2 separate regions of the Zea mays genome follow, and region 2 is linked to region 1. Evidence: chromatin contacts called from public Hi-C data. All regions are on one chromosome and are shown on one strand. The core of a region is the stretch at or near the end of the contact, and the rest is flanking DNA. Distances in the headings are between cores, read along the strand shown.

The links. A called contact is a pair of places that touch in the nucleus more often than the background predicts.
Region 2: a contact with region 1 is called in a Hi-C map of endosperm, with 3 times the contacts expected there. The contact joins the promoter of LOC732788 here to the enhancer-like site in region 1. A contact is called at or near these places in 2 of 25 Hi-C or Micro-C datasets (endosperm and leaf).

The regions. Positions count from the first base shown.
Region 1 is chr8:96,694,878-96,698,740 of Zm-B73-REFERENCE-NAM-5.0, reverse strand. No RefSeq gene overlaps it. Among protein-coding and RNA genes, the nearest start is that of LOC103635581, 22 kb to the left of the region's middle. Within about 2 kb of position 1,915, at least 17 of the 20 cell types and tissues checked have an H3K27ac peak or open chromatin away from gene starts, as enhancers often do. A contact at or near this core is called in endosperm and leaf, where this site is marked.
Region 2 is chr8:96,773,484-96,777,346 of Zm-B73-REFERENCE-NAM-5.0, reverse strand. LOC732788 (DRE-binding protein 1c) reads right to left here and starts at 2,149. Exons shown (of 3, transcript NM_001305945.1): 1 at 1,936-2,149; 2 at 975-1,027.

The DNA.
Region 1 (3,863 bases), core at 666-3,165:
ATCCAAATGCTCCGTAATGGTTTTATCATGAACAATAATTAAAACAACAGTAAAATTGGAACATGATCATAATACAACAATAATTTCACAAAACCAGGTAGAGCAATAGCAAAGCCAATAGTTCTTCTGTTCGCAAAGTGTGGGATAAACAATGCCAGAGAAACCTATTAGGTCCCATCAAATTAACCAGAGTATGTCACCGTGATTAACAGGAACATTATTAGGTAAAGAAAAGTGATCAAGGGCACAACTTGCCTTAGACTTGAGATTCCCAGGTACCAAGTTGGTCTTCATATTCTTGTGACCTCACTGCTATTCGTAGCAATACATACAAATAGACAGGAAGTACATAAAAATAACAGTACATCAAACATGAGAACAAACAACGTAAGAATATTCTACGCAGTGCTACGAGAGCGTAGGTTCAGGAACGGCTAAAGTCAGTTACAGTTAGAAAGATATGATTTTCCAAAGATTTAGGTGATTAAACAATAAAAGGTGTATTTAAATCATGTGGTAAAGATATTACCAAGAAATAACTATATTTAACTTTATTCTTAGTTATAACTTGACTTGAGATCATATTTTAGTTAATTATCGTCATGGACTAGTTTAACTTTGGTTAGAAGGAAAAATCTACTGATAATAGTATAAACCATAATATATTTATAAAGATATGTTTTATGTTACAAATAGTGTCATCACTGCTTAGGCAATTTTATTACGAAGCTAACGCAATTGGAACGGAGTAAAACGAAATTAGTATGAGGAAGCTATGATTTTTTGAATTCATGGATTTATTTTTGTACATAATAATCAATTTCCTGATTTGGTTACAGTTAACAAAAAAGGGTTGGACAACGACCACTATTTTAATAAAGCGGGTTACTTTAGGAATGTCATGATCGAAGGTGTATGTGTATTCATCTTCATATACGAATGGACTGCAGGTTACTTTTCATATTTCCCAGGGTCTCTTCAGGAAAATGCCATGATCGAAGTGGTATCAACCCATATTGGCCACCAGATCAGCGACACACGGTGCAGATTTAAACATCCGAGCGCCGAACTAGTACGTGTTCTCGGTCCTCAGATCACAATCTAACGCTCCACATTTAAAATATTGTGATCTTCTCTCGACCCTACATTCGCCGATCAATGACTGTGACTCCATCACGAAAGGGTAAATGACGTATTTTAATCTGGCTCGTTCGAGGATGAACCAACGGCCACACCCGTGTCTTCGTCCTCACGACCGTGACCAGACGACCACGGCGGCCCCATAACCCTGGCCGAGCGACACCGGCAAGGCTTCCCCCCCCCCCCCCCCCCCAATTAGACCACCAGCACCCCAAAGCCTACCCTAGCTAACACAATTTCATGCCGAGAGCCAAGGAGAAATCCATACCATGTATTAAGTTGCGCCAAATGCTGGCCACGGCGAGCGGCGTTCCTCAGCAGGCGTGCTCCTCTGATGAGGAATTCCCCTGGTTTCAGTTGATCCCGCGTCCTCTAACGACCATCCAAAGCTTCGTCGTGATCTCACGATGCACACAGACCACCCACTGAGGCTGGAGAATCATCCCTGGGGTTGATCAATGGCGGCGGACTAACCTCACTTTTTTTGGCAATGGAGCGATGTGAGACCCCGAGTTACCTTGCATCGGCGCATTGGGTTAAGAGGACGAGGAGGCTGCGGCGCCCGTGATTTATACCCCAACTATGAAGTACGAGCTAGGAAAACAAGAAGTGAGATCCCTGGGCGGGGGGTCAGTATTCTGTTGTGACGACTTCGTTGGGGAGACGAACCTGATAGATGTGGCCCACACGGCAGCGGTTGAGATAGCGCGGATGGTGAGTAGAGGGTGACGCAGAGGGCCCACCTGTCATTGGCTTCGAGCAAGCGTAGGCGAGCGGCGTCCACGTTGTGCGAGGCTGACATGGGTGGTCCAGCCGTCATTATCTTGGCGTCCAAGGCCCACGTCATTGTCTTGGCATCCAAGGCCCACACGACAGACCGCACAGGGATGCTCGGCTGGGCCGATTGGGTGGGAAGGGGGAGATGGGCCAGACGGGAGGATTTGGCCCAGCAGGCTTTATCTTTTCTTCTTTTTTCTTTTTCATCATTTTCTGTTTTAGATTTCTATTTTATTTTCTACTTGAATTTTTCAAGGTTAGTCAATGCTCAAATTTAGAACAAATGCACAAGCACAATAAATCTGGCATGCAATGTAAACTTTTATTTAATTGTTTATTTATCATTTCCATCTATGCAAATGCTCTTAAGCATTCACACCAAACATTATTTACTTTAGGCAAATAATCTATGAGGTGTAGTATTTATAAAAAAATACTTGAACACATACTTTTATAGAGACTTTCTCCAAATGTATTATGTCATATCCTACAGAAGGATCCTCACATATTTCCTACTTTCTTTGACCACAAAAGAAAGTCAGACTTAAGTTTGATCTATTTTTTAGAGCAACTTTGAAAGAAATTCTTATTAGAATGTCAAAAATTCTTGAAAGGAAATTTTGGGTGTTACACATTGTTTCGCATCGTTTGAACTGCACATTGCACTATTTGTATAGTGTAGTTTGAATATGGGTATGAGTATGGATAAGCTGATGGAGATAGTTATAAGCGCAGACCTCCATGTGCGGGCCTAGATCCCGCTTACTTTTTCTTTCACCGCTGCCGCTTTTTGCTCGGTGGTTTTTTCACATGCGAGATAATGTGTTTGTTTCAGCTTTTTTTAGCTGGCCGCTAAAAGCTGGTGTGGACTATCAAACACCTAGTTGTTGGCACCAATCTGGGCACCAAACACTAGGGGTGTACTGCCCGACAGTGCCCTCTGTGGCAGCATAGACGGTCCGCGACCTCGTTGTAGGAGCTTCTCCTTCCCTGCATCGCTCCGGACGGTCCCATATAGATTTGTATTATTTTGCCTTCTCCCAAGCTCAATTTGCTTTTAAGTACATGTGCTCATTTCTCATATTAGATGATGTTAGTCTAAACAAAATGTGTTGAGCATTTAATCACCAAAACAGTATAGGAATGGCCCAAGGGCACATTTCCCTTTCAATCTTTTTCAAAGTGCATCCTCTCTCAAAGGAGCAGGAAGGTTTCAATATAGAACAAAATCCCCTGGACTAAACCATCTAGGAATCTCGGTAGCTTCCCACCGGTTTTCATTTTCAAAAACAGCTACTGGACTTCTCGTCCACTATAGCTCACGGCTCAACCGACAGACCTTTTAAAACTACTTTGCAAAAGCATTTTTGGAAAACAAAACATTAATTGTCAAATCTATGCCATGACTCATCCATATTTGTGGACATAGACTATTCAAATAGGATTTTGACTCTACGCAGAGGTCTACACTTTACCCACTAGTATGGCTCTACGATCTCATGACCAATGAGACCCGAAACCGAAACTCTCTCTTCCCTTGCACAACTTTACCTTGGCGGTTATACCGAAAGGAATAAGGCCACCTCCATGCCCAAACTAGGACAAAACATCCCCCCTCCTTGCCCTCCCGGTGCTCCCAAGCCACCATAACCCTAGGGCAAAGACCATGCAAGTTCGGATCAAGCGAATGCCCATATAGTCTCGAGTGGTTGTACTTGATAAGAGTATAGGTAAGGAGTGATGACAAACCGGTCCTTATGCGAGAGGGGACAATGCTTCATGCTCACACCTAACCCGGCTGAGCCATCACCTTAAGGCCCTCCCCAAATGAGGGAGTTCCTGATCATCCCACTCAAAGGTGATAAGGATGATAACCATTCATCATACCCATTTTGAAAAAAAAAAGCATTTTCTTTTGAAAACTCACACCTTTTCTCAATCATTTT
Region 2 (3,863 bases), core at 900-3,399, 78 kb before region 1:
TATCGAGAATGCAATGAAGTACAAATAAGCAAAATAACAAAAATGCCCCAACAGGTATACTATTTCAACCAGAAATAAACTAATAATAACCATGCAATAATAAGCAGAGAACAATCAAAATAACAAAACGTTAAAACAGAACAGGTGACTATCTCACCCACTCCTCATCTTAGAGTGCTCAGAATACCAAATGTTCAAACATGGTAATATCATCACCTCCACAGAAACAGATACTATTTTGCTCCCTACACGCTGTTAGTTGACCTTTTAATCAAAAGGTCCTACACATTAAACATATTTGCATAAACAGATACAATATTTGTCATTGTAAACCTACTAATATTTAATTTTGAACACATTGCATAATTTTCTACAGAGTAGACAACCATGTTAAGAGAAACAGATATCACTTCAGTATCTGGCGCAAGCGTAACTCACTGATCAAGCGCACAACACTACCAGTCAAAGACTGCTAGTGATAGCTGAGATGCTCTAGCAGAGAGCAGCCAGATATAGAACAGTTAAAACACACCACAGCGCAAGGATAACTCACTCATCAAGCGCACAACACTATCAGTCAGAGACTGCAAGTGACAGCTCAGATGCTCTAGCAGAGAGCAGCCAGATCGATATAGAACAAGTAAAAACACACCACAGCACAAGGGTAACTCACTCATCAAGCACACAACACTATCAGTCAAAGACTGCTAGTGATAGCTCAGATGCTCTAGCAGAGAGCAACCAGATATAGAACAGTTAAAACACACCACAGATTAGAGGCCAGCAGTCGTGAATCTCCCTGGGGTTTCTGCTGTACCAAAATCTGGCACTCATTCAAGGCAAGAGTAGGGCCTCCTGCTGAAACATAAACTGTTATTGTTATTTGTGTGATTGTGTTTTATAGGGCCAGGCCTAGTGTGGACTCATATCAGTCAATATTTCCTTTTCACAAGAGGTGATCAAAGCAGTCATACCTACTGTTCTGATGGAACCATGCACCACAGCACTGCCCTCTGCTCCATATGCTCTATAGATTACCGATAAGACAAGACAAATAGACATAGTACGTATCAGATAGTGGATTAAGGAAAACTAACAACAATAGAATTTGACAACATACAGAAACAAAGTTAGCAGCAAGTTAGGCACGCTCTACAAGCTTCCAAGTATACACGTTTCTGTGGAGATGATGCACACTGTACTGCCACTCAGTACGATGCAAACAATACTCATAACCTGAAGATCAAATAATATGAACAATACTCACAGCTCTGAAGCTTAAGCCTATATCTACACCGCTATAAATACCCAAGATAGGCTTCTAAAACCACATCTTACAGCAGTTGATACCCAGAATAAAGTTTCTAGTAGATTAAACATACGATTCCAGCTTTCAACATGACAAACAAGCAACAGCATGAGCTTCCCCCTATTTTAAGGGCGCCATACTATGCTCAACCATACAGGAACTAGCAATCATCCACTGCAGTCAAATTAGAATGACAAACAGGACAACGATCCCCATTTAAAGCCCTTTACCCCAATTCCACACCAACGAAAAATACCTCAACCACCATCCTATGGGCCCAAATTACACGGACCACCACCAGAAACCCTAATTCCGGAATTGCTAGGGCACAATGGCACAATCCGACAAGGAAATCCCACAACCCTCACCAAGGGGCATCTTACGGATATAATTTCCCAGAACCCTAATTAAAAATCTCGACAAGTGAACCGACCAGTACCCCTCGAAAATTTACCAACCTATGAGCCCCAAAAAAAAATTCCACAGATACCCGTTCCCCGCCAGACGAACATGGGCAGTCAAATTGAGTGGCTCGAGAGTTAAAATCCCAACATCCTCAAACCCTAGTCGGCTAATCCTCTAGCATACAAGTAAATCGAAAGAAGTATCTGGAAGGCTGATCTCACCTTCCGGGCTGCAGGGCCGGGGGCTGCATCGGCATGGCATGGTTCTGATCCAGCGTCATGGCCGCTCCAAAGATGGCCACTGGGTTCCTAGCGTTCGCTATCTCGCTGGCTGGTGTGTAGTGTGTTCTTGTTGGAGTCGATAAGACCCGCGAGATGTCTAGAAGAAAAGTCAGGAGAGGGAGGAGAAAGACGAGAGAAACCAGAATCCAAAAGCCCGTTGTGAGGCGGTCCGCCGGCTATTTATAAGCCGGTCTCGACGCGTTCCGTGGTCCCCATTTTCCGTGGAAAAAATATCTTTGGATTCTCGCGGCCGGTCACGGGTTCGGTCGCGTGGGTTCCGTGTGTCAGTGGAACAGAACAGGCTCACGTGGACGTGGTGTATTGAAGTGAGAGCGAGCTGACGTAAGGCGTGCGCTGGATCGGAGGTGCGGCTTTCGCTTTGCGTGGAAGGATCTGGAGACTTGGCGCCGAAGCAAACTCGGTTGAGGGCTTGAGGCCAGTCGCTTGATACTAGCTCCAACAAGGGACCCTAAAGGGTTCTGTACCCTAAATATAGAGGATCGAATGGTATTCTACGTCTCTAGTAGCGTCCTCTAAACAGTTCTCTAAATTTAGAGGACGCTGCTGGATTCTCTATATATAGAGTTCCTCTAAACGATCTTCTATCCATTTTAATACTTTAAATAACCGGTTTAGCAAAACTAAAATATGTATAATACATTTGAGAGTATGACAAATACGTAGGTACAAAAAATAAAAATAAAAAATGTTTCTAATATAGATATTTGAGTATAGAGGATGTGATTTAGAGGACGTTGTTGGAGAGGAAGGAGATATAGAGGGTGAAATCTTTTAGAGGAGACTGTAAAGGACGGATATAGAGGATGAATATAGAGGACGTTGCTGGAGACAGTCTCAGACTCTCGTGCGCTGGTTTGGTTGGAGACGTGAACATTTTGCCTGACCAAAACCGTTGCATGAAAGTTATTCGAAAAGTTTGTGTTTTTTTTTCAAGTCAGATATAAGTGGGAAAAATATGTATTTGGTTGGTACCTAGAGCTGATGAAGCCCAAATATGAGTTGCAGTATGCTATAACTTTAACTGATCAAATAATATAAGGATAAATATATTTTTTTGGTAAACAATATAAGTATAGTCATAATCTAGATTTAAAATAAATTTGAATATTGATGAACAACAGAAGATCCTTTCCATGCGTTGGTGAACAGCGACATGATCAGCGTCATTTGTTGGCACAATTAAAAAAATTAGGGTGGTAGTTAATTGATAGTAAAAAGTTTGCACGGTTGTTGTTAATTAACGTGAGTCAATTTTGATGTTTTACAAAATTATAATTAAAATGTTGTTAAAATGTAATGTTAGATCTAATTTGTTTCTATTAAATTCAAAGTATATGAGCAATTAAGACTTTGGATCGATTTTCCAGGTATATAAGAGACATCGTGACACAACTATCTCTTATATTTTTTTCTAATTAACCTCTTAGACTTCTCAGACCTAATATTAAATAAAGTTGTACATGTCCTAATTTTGTCGATGTTGGGGATTAGTTTCGTTGTGAAATGTTAACGTGTCCCTTCAAATGTTTTGGACAATCAGCGGTGGTGCATCTTTTCGGCTGCTCCGGTGGTGACGGTGTGCCTATATCAGTGATGGTTTCTAGTTCTGTTTCTCAACAAAGAAGCCAAAAAGATGTGAACCAGAAATAAGCAAGACCGATTCGTCTATAGCCTTCAAATATGGTTTTACATGGGCTATGCAGAAACCTTGCTTTCAACGACACTTTCGATGGCAAAATTATGCATGCTCGTCTCTCGCACGAGAAAGTAGAACGAGACACTTTTATTTTTATTTTCAATCATCCATCGCGGTGGCGAGAATAAACAGATAGAAAAAGTTCAGGATT